3 separate regions of the Macaca mulatta genome follow, and regions 2 and 3 are each linked to region 1. A link is a contact called in public Hi-C data. All regions are on one chromosome and are shown on one strand. Each heading gives the region's core, a stretch centred on a gene start, on an enhancer-like site or on the middle of the called end of the contact. The rest is flanking DNA. Distances are from core to core; before and after follow the strand shown.

The links. Hi-C and Micro-C count contacts between places; a contact is called where the count stands out from the background.
Region 2: a Hi-C map of liver shows a contact between it and region 1, with 3 times the contacts expected there. The contact joins the promoter of SPPL2A here to the promoter of AP4E1 in region 1. A contact is called at or near these places in 2 of 14 Hi-C or Micro-C datasets (blood and liver).
Region 3: a Hi-C map of fetal cortex germinal zone shows a contact between it and region 1, with 6 times the contacts expected there. The contact joins the promoter of TRPM7 here to the promoter of AP4E1 in region 1. A contact is called at or near these places in 5 of 14 Hi-C or Micro-C datasets (CD4 T cells, blood, fetal cortex germinal zone and 2 more).

What each region holds. Positions count from the first base shown.
Region 1 is chr7:28,221,787-28,225,004 of T2T-MMU8v2.0, reverse strand. AP4E1 (adaptor related protein complex 4 subunit epsilon 1) reads right to left here and starts at 1,402. Exons shown (of 22, transcript XR_013395579.1): 1 at 1,178-1,402. LOC106999181 (a long non-coding RNA gene) reads left to right here and starts at 1,506. Exons shown (of 3, transcript XR_003731239.2): 1 at 1,506-1,589.
Region 2 is chr7:28,089,387-28,092,603 of T2T-MMU8v2.0, reverse strand. It overlaps SPPL2A (signal peptide peptidase like 2A), which reads left to right and starts at 1,328. Exons shown (of 15, transcript XM_028850917.2): 1 at 1,328-1,569. The coding sequence starts at 1,504. It overlaps LOC144329870 (a long non-coding RNA gene), which reads right to left and starts at 1,259. Exons shown (of 3, transcript XR_013395578.1): 1 at 1,129-1,259; 2 at 62-159.
Region 3 is chr7:28,009,967-28,013,223 of T2T-MMU8v2.0, reverse strand. TRPM7 (transient receptor potential cation channel subfamily M member 7) reads left to right here and starts at 1,484. Exons shown (of 38, transcript XM_077939403.1): 1 at 1,484-1,750. The coding sequence starts at 1,748.

The DNA.
Region 1 (3,218 bases), core at 153-2,652:
CTATAATCCCAGCTACTTGGGAGGCTGAGGCAGGAGAATCGCTTGAACCCGGGAGGCAGAGACTCCAGTGAGCCGAGATCGTACCATTGCACTCCAGCCTGGGAGACAGAGCAAGACTCCGTCTCAAAAAAAAAATTTTAAGGCCAGGCGCGGTGGCTCACACATGTAATCCCAGCCCTTCGGGACGCCGAGGTGGGCGGATCACGAGACCATCCTGGCTAACACGGTGAAATCCCATCTCTACTTAAAAAATACCAAAAAAAATTAGCCGGGCGTGGTGGCGGACGTCTGTAGTCCCAGCTACTCGGGAGGCTGAGGCAGGAGAATGGCATGAACCCGAAGGCGGAGCTTGCAGTGAGCCAAGATGGTGCCACTGCACTCCAGCCTGGGCAACAGAGCAAGACCTCATCTCAAAAAAAAAAAAAAAAATTAAAAAATTGTAAAATCTTAAGGCTCCAGCAAGCCGAGATCGCACCATTGCACTCCAGCCTGGGCGACAAAGCGAGACTCCGTCATTAAAAATTAAAATTTTTTAAAAGCTTAAGAATTTTTATAACTGCTCATTTTCAAAGCCCATTTGAGGCAGAAACTTAGCAAATTTTACATTTTAAGAGAACTATGCTTTTTCTTTGCCCAACACGTTGTTCTAACCCAAGAACCTCAAGCTCCTCAAAGATATTCAACATGAGGCTCACAGGATCTGTTCAGGTATGCGACATCTGAACTGCTGTTCAGTTGAAGGGACGGGGGGAGAGAAGGAAACTGAATAGGGAAAAAAACTTTGTGGAAGGTAAACAATATCTGACACCTCCATCGCACTGGGTATTTTCACACGCTTGACATCTCACCCAATCCTCAAAAACACTATGAATTATGTATCAGTACTTTTCCACGCCAACGTTGAGAAAACACATGGAGGGTCAGAGGTTACAGAGATATGCCCCAGACCAAAGAGTCAGTGTCAGAACCAACTGTGGAAACTCGGCCTCCCTTGCTGTCAGTCCCAGCAGGAAAGTGAAGCTTCCAGGCAGACGAAAGGACGAACCGACACAGCAGCCCCTGAGCCCCGCCGGAGGGCTAACCCCGGAGGCCTTGGAGTCTCGCCGCCCGGCCAGGGCCTCCTGGCGCGGGGGCCTCACTCCGATGTCCCTGAGCTCCCGGGCCAGCGGGCACCTACGTGCTTGGAGGTGAGGGCGGTGATGCCGCGGACGAGGCTGCCTAGCCTCGAGGAGAAGGACGCCTTGGCGGCCGCGGGCCCACCACCTGGCTGGTTCTGCAGAAAGAGTCCCGGCAGCGCCGTCAACGTCTTCTCCACTATGTCGCTCATCGCCGCCGCCCGCGATCCGGTAGCCGCCCGACTTCATGCCCAGCCGCCGCTGCCTGCCCGGCCTCCGTAGGCACTTCCTGTTTTTTGAATAAGAAATCTTTATTGGCGTCCCGCGTGAACCAGTTCAGTGTCGTTCTCGCCAGAGGCCACCAGAGTGCGCAAGAGACCGCGGGGGTGGAAAAGGCCACTCGCCAGAGATTGCGCGCGGAAGTGGACCTCCTTTCTCGCAACGGGGTAGCGGCTCCGGGATCCCCCCAGAACTGTGAGTTCTCCTGAGGAAGCCGCCAGGGGCCTCGCCCTGTTAGGCATTGTCTCCCAGGGTCTCCCTTTCCCACTAGCCGCCTGCGCGTAGCCCGAGACCGCGTCAGGAGTTGCGTCTTCCTGAGCGCGCCTTTTTCGGGACGTCCCCGCCCGGTCCACCGCCTTTCACTGTCCCCGGACCGCGCACCACCCGCCCACTTCCCACAGGCGGTTTCACGCGGGTCCCCGGCGCCGCGCGCGGCTCCGGCCCTGGCGACTCATACCCGAGGAGTTGCGTGATAGCGGAGCTGTCCTGAGGATTCGGCGTGCCAGGTTGAGAGCCCGTCGCGTGCCAGAGACTGGCGGCCACTGTCGCTTCCCGTCCGCCCCTCTTCTCCTGGTATTTGGGGGGTGGACGGGAAAAAGAAGTAGTTGGCGGCCACCCTTGCCGACTCCTCCTCAGCAGGTCGCAGTTGAAAGGTTACCTTCCTGGAGCCCACTCCCCTGTCCCGGCGAGCAAGGACAGGTCTCCACGTCCCACCCTCTCACAGCGCTCGGTTCTGTTCCACTTTAGAACAGGTCGCGGTTGCCACTACGTAAACAGCTCCCCATAGAGAGAGTATTTTATTCATGCCGATTGCTCCAGCTTTTACCTAGAACAGAATCTGGTACAGTGGCTCTCGAAATGTGGTCTGCTGACCTCAGGGTCCCTGATACTCTTCTAGGGAATTCACAAAGTCAATATTGATAACGTTTCTTACATGTTATTTGCCGTTTTCACCCTCATTCTGTTGGAAGTGTACAGAGTTTTCAAGAGGCTAGATGATGATTGACTAGCTGGTAAAATGTATGCTGGAGTATCCTTGTGTTTTCTAGAATTTTCTAAGGTAGTAGGTTTAGGGCATAAATATGTGCGTTTTCAGAGATTAATGCAGTTTGCCCTCAATACTCTTAGTGTGTTTCTAGGAGGTAGGTTAGATAGGTGGTCATAGCCTCCCTTCAAGGGGAACAAACTTGCTAAATAAATAGAACAAACCAGCCCATAGTGTACAAACCACATCCCAGGCTCCTGGTTAGAAAATTTTGCAGCAAAGAGGTAGAAGAGCAAAAGGGAAAATCCCCAAATTCTCACAAGTGCAGAAACCCATCAGTATCCTTGGGCTGAATTATACTCATTGTAATAGTAGGGGAAAAAAAAAAAAAAACCAGCCCTGGGTGAAGATTTAAGATACTAATAAGACATGCAATGTATATACTAGCATATACAACCACAGCGCACATGGCCCCAGAAAACTAGAGAACATGCTTAATAGCAACACCTGTTCTCCCCTCTTCATGAATGATCCTGTGAGACTCCTACAAAGGGAGTTTCACCAGTATCAGTGCATGCTGTCTCACCTTTGAGCAGCCCGCTCTGATCAGCTGTCAGGGTGTACTTTCGCTTTGCAATAAACTCTTTTGCTTGCTTTTACTTTGGACTTTAAATTATTTTGCACTGCGAAGTCCAGAACTTCAACCGGCCCACCAGCTACAGCTACACTTACAAGCTATCTTCAGTTATACCTGCTCTAATCTCTGTAACCTCCTTGTCACCTAATAAATGAGTTTTTTTTGAAATCCTGAAGTTCTAATATCTATACGGAAACATAAG
Region 2 (3,217 bases), core at 79-2,578, 130 kb after region 1:
AACACGGTGAAACCCTGTCTCTACTAAAAATACAAAATTAGCCGGGTGTGGTAGCACGCACCTGTCATCCCAGTTACTGGGGAGGTTGAGGTAGGAGAATCGCTTGAACCCAGGAGGCAGAGGTTGCAGTGAGCCAAGATTGCGCCATTGCACTCCAGCCTGGGCAAGAAGAGTGAAACTCTGTCTCAAATAATATAACAACATAACATAACATAACATAACACAACATAACATAACATAACATGACTGGACAGGTACTTTAGATTGGGTATGTCAGGAAGTCCTGTCTTGGGAAGTGACATTGAAGCTGGTAAGTGAATGTCAACAAGGTAGGTATTCTGAGCTTTGGAGAGAAAAGCACTCCAGCAGGGAGGACTACCAGAGCAAAGTCCGGGAGGGCCAAAGGTCCGTGTGCCTTAAAGTGTGGGAAAGTAGTGAAGGTGGGGAGACAGGAAGGCAGGGGCCAGATTTAACTTTGTAGGCCAGAGTAGAGTTTTTATTTTTTATTTTATTTTTTATTTTTTGAGAGGGAGTCTCGCTCTGTCACCCAGGTTGGAGTGCAGTGGCACAATCTCGGCTCACTGCAACCTCCGCCTACCGGGTTCAAGCGATTCTACTGCCTCAGCCTTCCGAGTAGCTGGGACTACAGGTGCGTGCCACTATGCCCGCTAATTTTTTATATTTTTAGTAGAGACTTGGTTTCACCATGTTGGCCAGGATGGTCTAGATCTCTTGACCTTGTGATCCGCCCACCTCTGCCATCCAAAGTGCTGGGATTACAGGTGTGAGCCATCACACCCGGCCAAGTTTTTACTTTATTCCAAGTGTGATAGAGAGTGAGATGATCTGATTTTTGTGCTTTGAAAGATGACTCCGAAACTGCTATCTGGCTACTGGACTGTGCGGAGGGGAAACTGAGACCCGTTTGGAGGAGAGAGACGTTGGTGGCCTGGATAGGGTGGTGGCAGCAGTTCTGGAGAAAGTGGATGGCTCTGGGTTATGTGGTGAGTTACAGTGGTCAGGAACAAATGACAGGCAGATGAATTAGGGTGACCCTTAGATTTCTGGCTGCATGCAACACTCGGGTAGTTACTGGGAAACCGAGCAGACGCTCAGACACTTCCGAACCTTGAGAAGGAGGCCTTGAGAAATCCGTTCTCCCGCCAGGCTTCGGCGTGAGTTAAAGTCGGGCAGCCGGAAAGCGACAGGCTCAGACCCGCAGCCGGTGGCCTCGCAGCGCCAGGACGCCTGGACACCAGGAGAGCGCGGGGACTCTCCGAGCCCTGCGCGGGGGTTTCCGCATCTTACGGGCGGGGCCGGAAGAGGAAGTCGGCGCTGTCGTGGCGGCCCCAGGAGCAGCGGCAGTCCCATCGTTGCCCGGCCGCCCGCCCTGTCTGGTCCGGTCCGGCCACGGAGGCAGCGCAGCGGCGGGACCCCGAGTGAGCTACCCCGCCGAGTGAGCTGCGCCGCGCCGTGCCGCCTCATCCGGCGCCCACCAGTCCGATGGGGCCGCAGCGGCAGCTGTCCCCTGCCGGAGCCGCCCTACTCTGGGGCTTCCTGCTCCCGCTGGTAAGGGGGCGGGAGGGCGCGCAGGCCTCCCAGGGGCTGGGCGGGGTCGGGGCTCCTTTCCCCTGCTCCCCGCCCGGCCTTCCCTCTGCCCGCGCCTCCGCGGCCTGCTCTCCCGCTCCTCTTCCCCCCCCCTTCCCATTACTCATCTTTTTCCTTCCAGCCTCCTCTCTTCCACCCTCTTTCCCTCAACTTTCCCGCCCCCGACTCAGTTCCCCCCCATGTAAGTCCGGCGAAATAGCTACTCCAAAAAGATCAGAGGAGCCCCTTAGGTTACATTGACTTTGGTGCTTCTCAATAGTTGCTTACTGTCCCAGCATGTGTAAAATTGACCTCTAGGTTTTATTGTCTAAGCCTTTCTTACCGCTTCTTGCCCTTGGGAAGAAAAAATACATATACAAGGCGCCAGGGTTCTTACCCTTGGGAAGAAAAAATATATATACAAGGCTCCAGGTATTAGCACTTTAATTGCACTAACACGGATGTTTTTATAAAATTTCCTTCCCCCACTGTAGTTCCTGCTTCGCCTTAGGACTCATTTGATTCTGTTATGAGGGTTTTGTTTGTTTTTGTTTTTGTTTTTTTGGAGCGGGGTGAGGGGTTGTTTTGTAATAGCAGCAATTTAAAATAACTTTTAAAAGAAGACACCAAAATGTGTCTTTTAGTGGTTTTCAGTTTTCTGCCTAATTTAAAGGGATGGGTGGGGAGCGTCGGTTAAATATAAATAACAAATATGTGTTCATAGATTTGTTTTCATAGTTACAGAGAAAGTAATAGTGTTTTAAAATTCAGCCTCAAGTAATTCGAGCTTCGGTGTGGGAGTGGGGTGTCAGGAACCCGGTGTTTCAGTTTTTGTTTCTAGTAACTTTTACTTAGGGAGTTTCAGGTTGGAAACTTATGCATGTTGTTTATTACAGAATTGGTGTCGCGTAAGCCTGTTTCGTTCTATTAGAACGTGCGATTTCTTTGAAAGACTGTTTTGCTGACTCTCAAGTTTAAGGGGTTAGTATTAGTGAATACAGTGAATACAAAAGTGTCTTTAATAGTTATTGAAAAACTAAAATCTAAGCCAAAAAGTAAGTACCTTTTGGTGTATTCATAACTTTGACAGGCAACATCAGGAACCTGAGAGAATGTATCTAAAAATTGCTGGGGGAGGGGAGCTCTATATAAAAAGAGCAACAAAGTAGCAGTGTTAGTCGGAGTCTTTAAGGTGTTTACTGTGTAATCAGATAATACTTATATCCAAAAGATATTCAGATAGTATATAGATGTATGCAAAACTATAACCTAGATATAAAACTTTTCAAAGTGTTTTTGCACTCATTTTCTTTCTTTCTTTTTTTTTTTTTTTGAGACGGAGTCTCGCTCTGTCGCCCAGGCTGGAGTGCAGTGGCCGGATCTCAGCTCACTGCAAGCTCTGCCTCCCGGGTTCACGCCATTCTCCTGCCTCAGCCTCCCGAGTAGCTGGGACTACAGGCGCCCACCACCTCGGCCGGCTAGTTTTTTGTATTTTTAGTAGAGACGGTGTTTCACCGTGTTAGCCAGGATGGTCTCGATCTCCTGACCTCGTGATCCACCCGTCTCGGCCTCCCAAAGTGCTGGGATTACAGGCTTGAGCCACCCCCCCCCCCGGCCCTTATTTTCATTT
Region 3 (3,257 bases), core at 235-2,734, 210 kb after region 1:
ACAAAGTTCTAACAAAACAAAGCACTCTAATCTCATTTAATTTTGATTTTCCAGTTTGTCTGTCTCCACCTTCTAGATTATAACGTCCCTACAGGCAGGAAATGTGTAGGCCCAACTGAAATCCAGAAGATAAACATTTATTGAATGCATGCATAAATTAGTCAAGATGCCTTCCCCAAGGCTGACAATTTAGTGTGACACATATATTAAAACATTTTTAAGCCTTGGTTCTGCTGCATCTGCCAGATGGGGAAGAAATACACAATACCTGAAGATTGTTCACAAGCTGGGGGAACCAGTGGGTGGATTAGTTTTTTTCTGAGAGAAGATCCTACTTCAGTGAATTGTGCGTCATAATGTTTGAGAGGTAATACTTATGTTGAGTGAAAGAAGCTAGACCGAAAAAAAAGGTGCGTGTTGCACGATTCCCGTATATAAAACTTTAGCATGTGCAAACTTACCTGTACTGAAAGTAGATACGTAGTTGATAAGGGATGTGATGGAGAGGGAGTGGACACAGGGATTAGGAAGGTGGGGAGGAAACTTAGAGGTGAATATGTTCATTTGAGTATGATTTCATGGGTGCAAAGGTATGTCAAAGCATCAGATTGGACATATAATTGCGTGCAGTTTCTCATGTCAATTATTTTAAAATAAAGTTTTAAAAAAAGAGATAAGATAGAGTCAAATCGCTGAGGGTCAGATAGAAGAACTCTCGAAGTCTTCTGGAGCAGAAAGATGTTAAAGCAGTTTTAAGAAAATCAAACTGATTGTGGTTTTCCCAGTAGATAAAGAATACCATTTAGTAAACCATTGCTAATAGCCAAACCTGGGCTTGTGTGATAGCAAAATAAATGGAAAGGTGGATAGGTACATATTACATCCAGGGAATAACCCAGTCTCTGGTCCAGAAGGTGTGGTGTATGCGTGTTATGTGGGTGATTATCTCCGGAGGGAAAAAGACAGTCTCATAGTTAAACCAAGAAGAATATTTACCGGCAGCAACAGGAGAGGCTAGAGGAAGAACATGATCGGGATAAGAAGATGATTTGGCATTTTGGACAGGAGAGAGTAACATTTAAAGCCTCTACCCGCTCTGAAGCACAGAGAGTGTGCTGCGACACTGGAGTCTGCTGGAGCGGGTCGGCACTGGCCAGGCCCGGTGAGCGGAATGAGCCCACACAGCAACTCCAAGCTGCATCCGGAAGCCTGCAACCTTAACCCTCAACCTCCGATTCCCCAAGTTCCACTGTCGTAGTTGAGGCAGATGTTTGCCCAAGTCCTGCCTAGGTATCCAACGGATATACGGCGTGAACACCACACCACTTTAGGGGAACCCGGAGGCGGTCGGCGTGGGGGCGCGCTCCTGCCCGGCGCGTACGCGCGGCGGGCAGGGAGGTGGCCTAGAAGCGAGGGAGCGCGCGCCCTTCACGTGACCCGACCCGCTGGCGGCGACGCACGCGCCGCGCCGCTCACGTGGTCCGTCCCCAGCCCCGTCGCCGGCGGAGGCGGGCGCGGGCGCGTCCCTGTGGCCAGTCACCCGGAGGAGTTGGTCGCACAATTATGAAAGACTCGGCTTCTGCTGCTAGCGTCGGAGCTGAGTTAGTTCTGAGAAGGTTTCCCTGGGCGTTCCTTGTCCGGCGGCCTCTGCTGCCGCCTCCGGAGACGCTTCCCGATAGATGGCTACAGGCCGCGGAGGAGGAGGAGGTGGAGTTGCTGCCCTTCCGGAGTCCGCCCCGTGAGGAGAATGGTACTAGACCCAGGCAGGCCCGGGCGGGGAATGGTCCTGGGGTTGCGGGCGGTAAAGGAGAGACTTGGCAGGCAAGTTTGTAGGGAGCTGCGTTCCATGCGGCGAAGTACCCCCAAATTGCCTTGAGGCTTCCGGATTTGTCGGAACGGGTCGCGGGACGGGTGTGCAGTTCGTTCGGGGGTGAGGGGCGGGAGCAGGTAGCAAGTCCGACGCGACATCTCTTCTCGGGAATCCCCTGAGCAGAGACTCGGCTACCAGCGAGGGCCTCTCGAGGCGGTAGAGGCGCGAGCCGGGGACTACTTGGCTGGGCTGAACTGAGCGGCCGCAGCGCGCCCGACGCAGCGCTCAGCCTTCAAGCCCCGCATCTCCTGGGAGCACGGTCCTCCTGGCGCCAGTTGTTGGCAGATAAGGGAGCCAAATGCTCTGCTCAAGTTCTGCATGGAAAAAGGGAGGGAGGGCTGGAAGGGTGCAAAAAGGGGGTAGAGGACACGCAGTGCCTTGTTTGCTGTGCAGCGGTTACTCTACAGGTACATTTCCTTTTTGGAGCCAAAACGGAGGGATTTGACAATATTGATAGTAGATCTTTTTTCTTTAGCAAGAATTAAGGATTTTGGTGGGTGGGGGGAGACTTCTGTGGGGACCAAGACGATGTACTGTCAGTCAGGATTTAAGTCGAACTACCTCATCCGTTGCCCCAGAGAACGGCTGTTCGTGTTTTAACCCAAAAGGTGCGGAATGGAGAGAGGGAGGCGGTGCATTGCAGCTTCCGATAGAGCTTTTTATTTTTGGATCTCAGGAACCAGTTTTGAAGATTTCTTAAAAAGAAAGTCATTTACATCAGGGACATGAAGAGCAGAGTAGGTATTTTTGATCAGTACTTGAATATAATAGGCTTTGTGCAAACAACTCTCCCTCTGCTGGAGTCCGGCAAGTTTGCTTTTCACTGGACGCTATTCAAGTGCCATACAACACTGAAATAAGAGTTTTACTTATACCACAAGTGTAGTAATACTTTGAATAGATAATGTGCCTTCCACTATTTTCCACCTTATTCTTTTTGTTTGTTTGTTTGTTTTGAGACAGGGTCTCACTCCGTCACCCAGGCTGGAGTGCAGTGGCGCGATCTCTGCTCACTGCAACCTCTGCCTCCCGGGTTCAAGCGATTCTCCTGCCTCAGGCTCCCGAGTAGCTGGAACTGTAGCCACCATGCCCGGCTAATTTTTACATTTTTAGTAGAGACGGGGTTTCACCATGTTTGGCAGGCTAGTCTCTAAAAACTGACCTCAGGTGATCCACCCACCTCAGCTTCCGAAAGTGCTGGGATTACAGGTGTGAACCACCACGCCAGGCCAACATGGGAGATTTCAAACATGCGAAGATGTATTGTAGAATAAACTACTATATATACCCATTGGCCAGTTTCAACAGCTTCAACCATGTGAATTTTATTTCTTCTATTACTCCTCCTGTTTTTCCTCAATGGAATGATTTTAAAGCAAATCCCAGA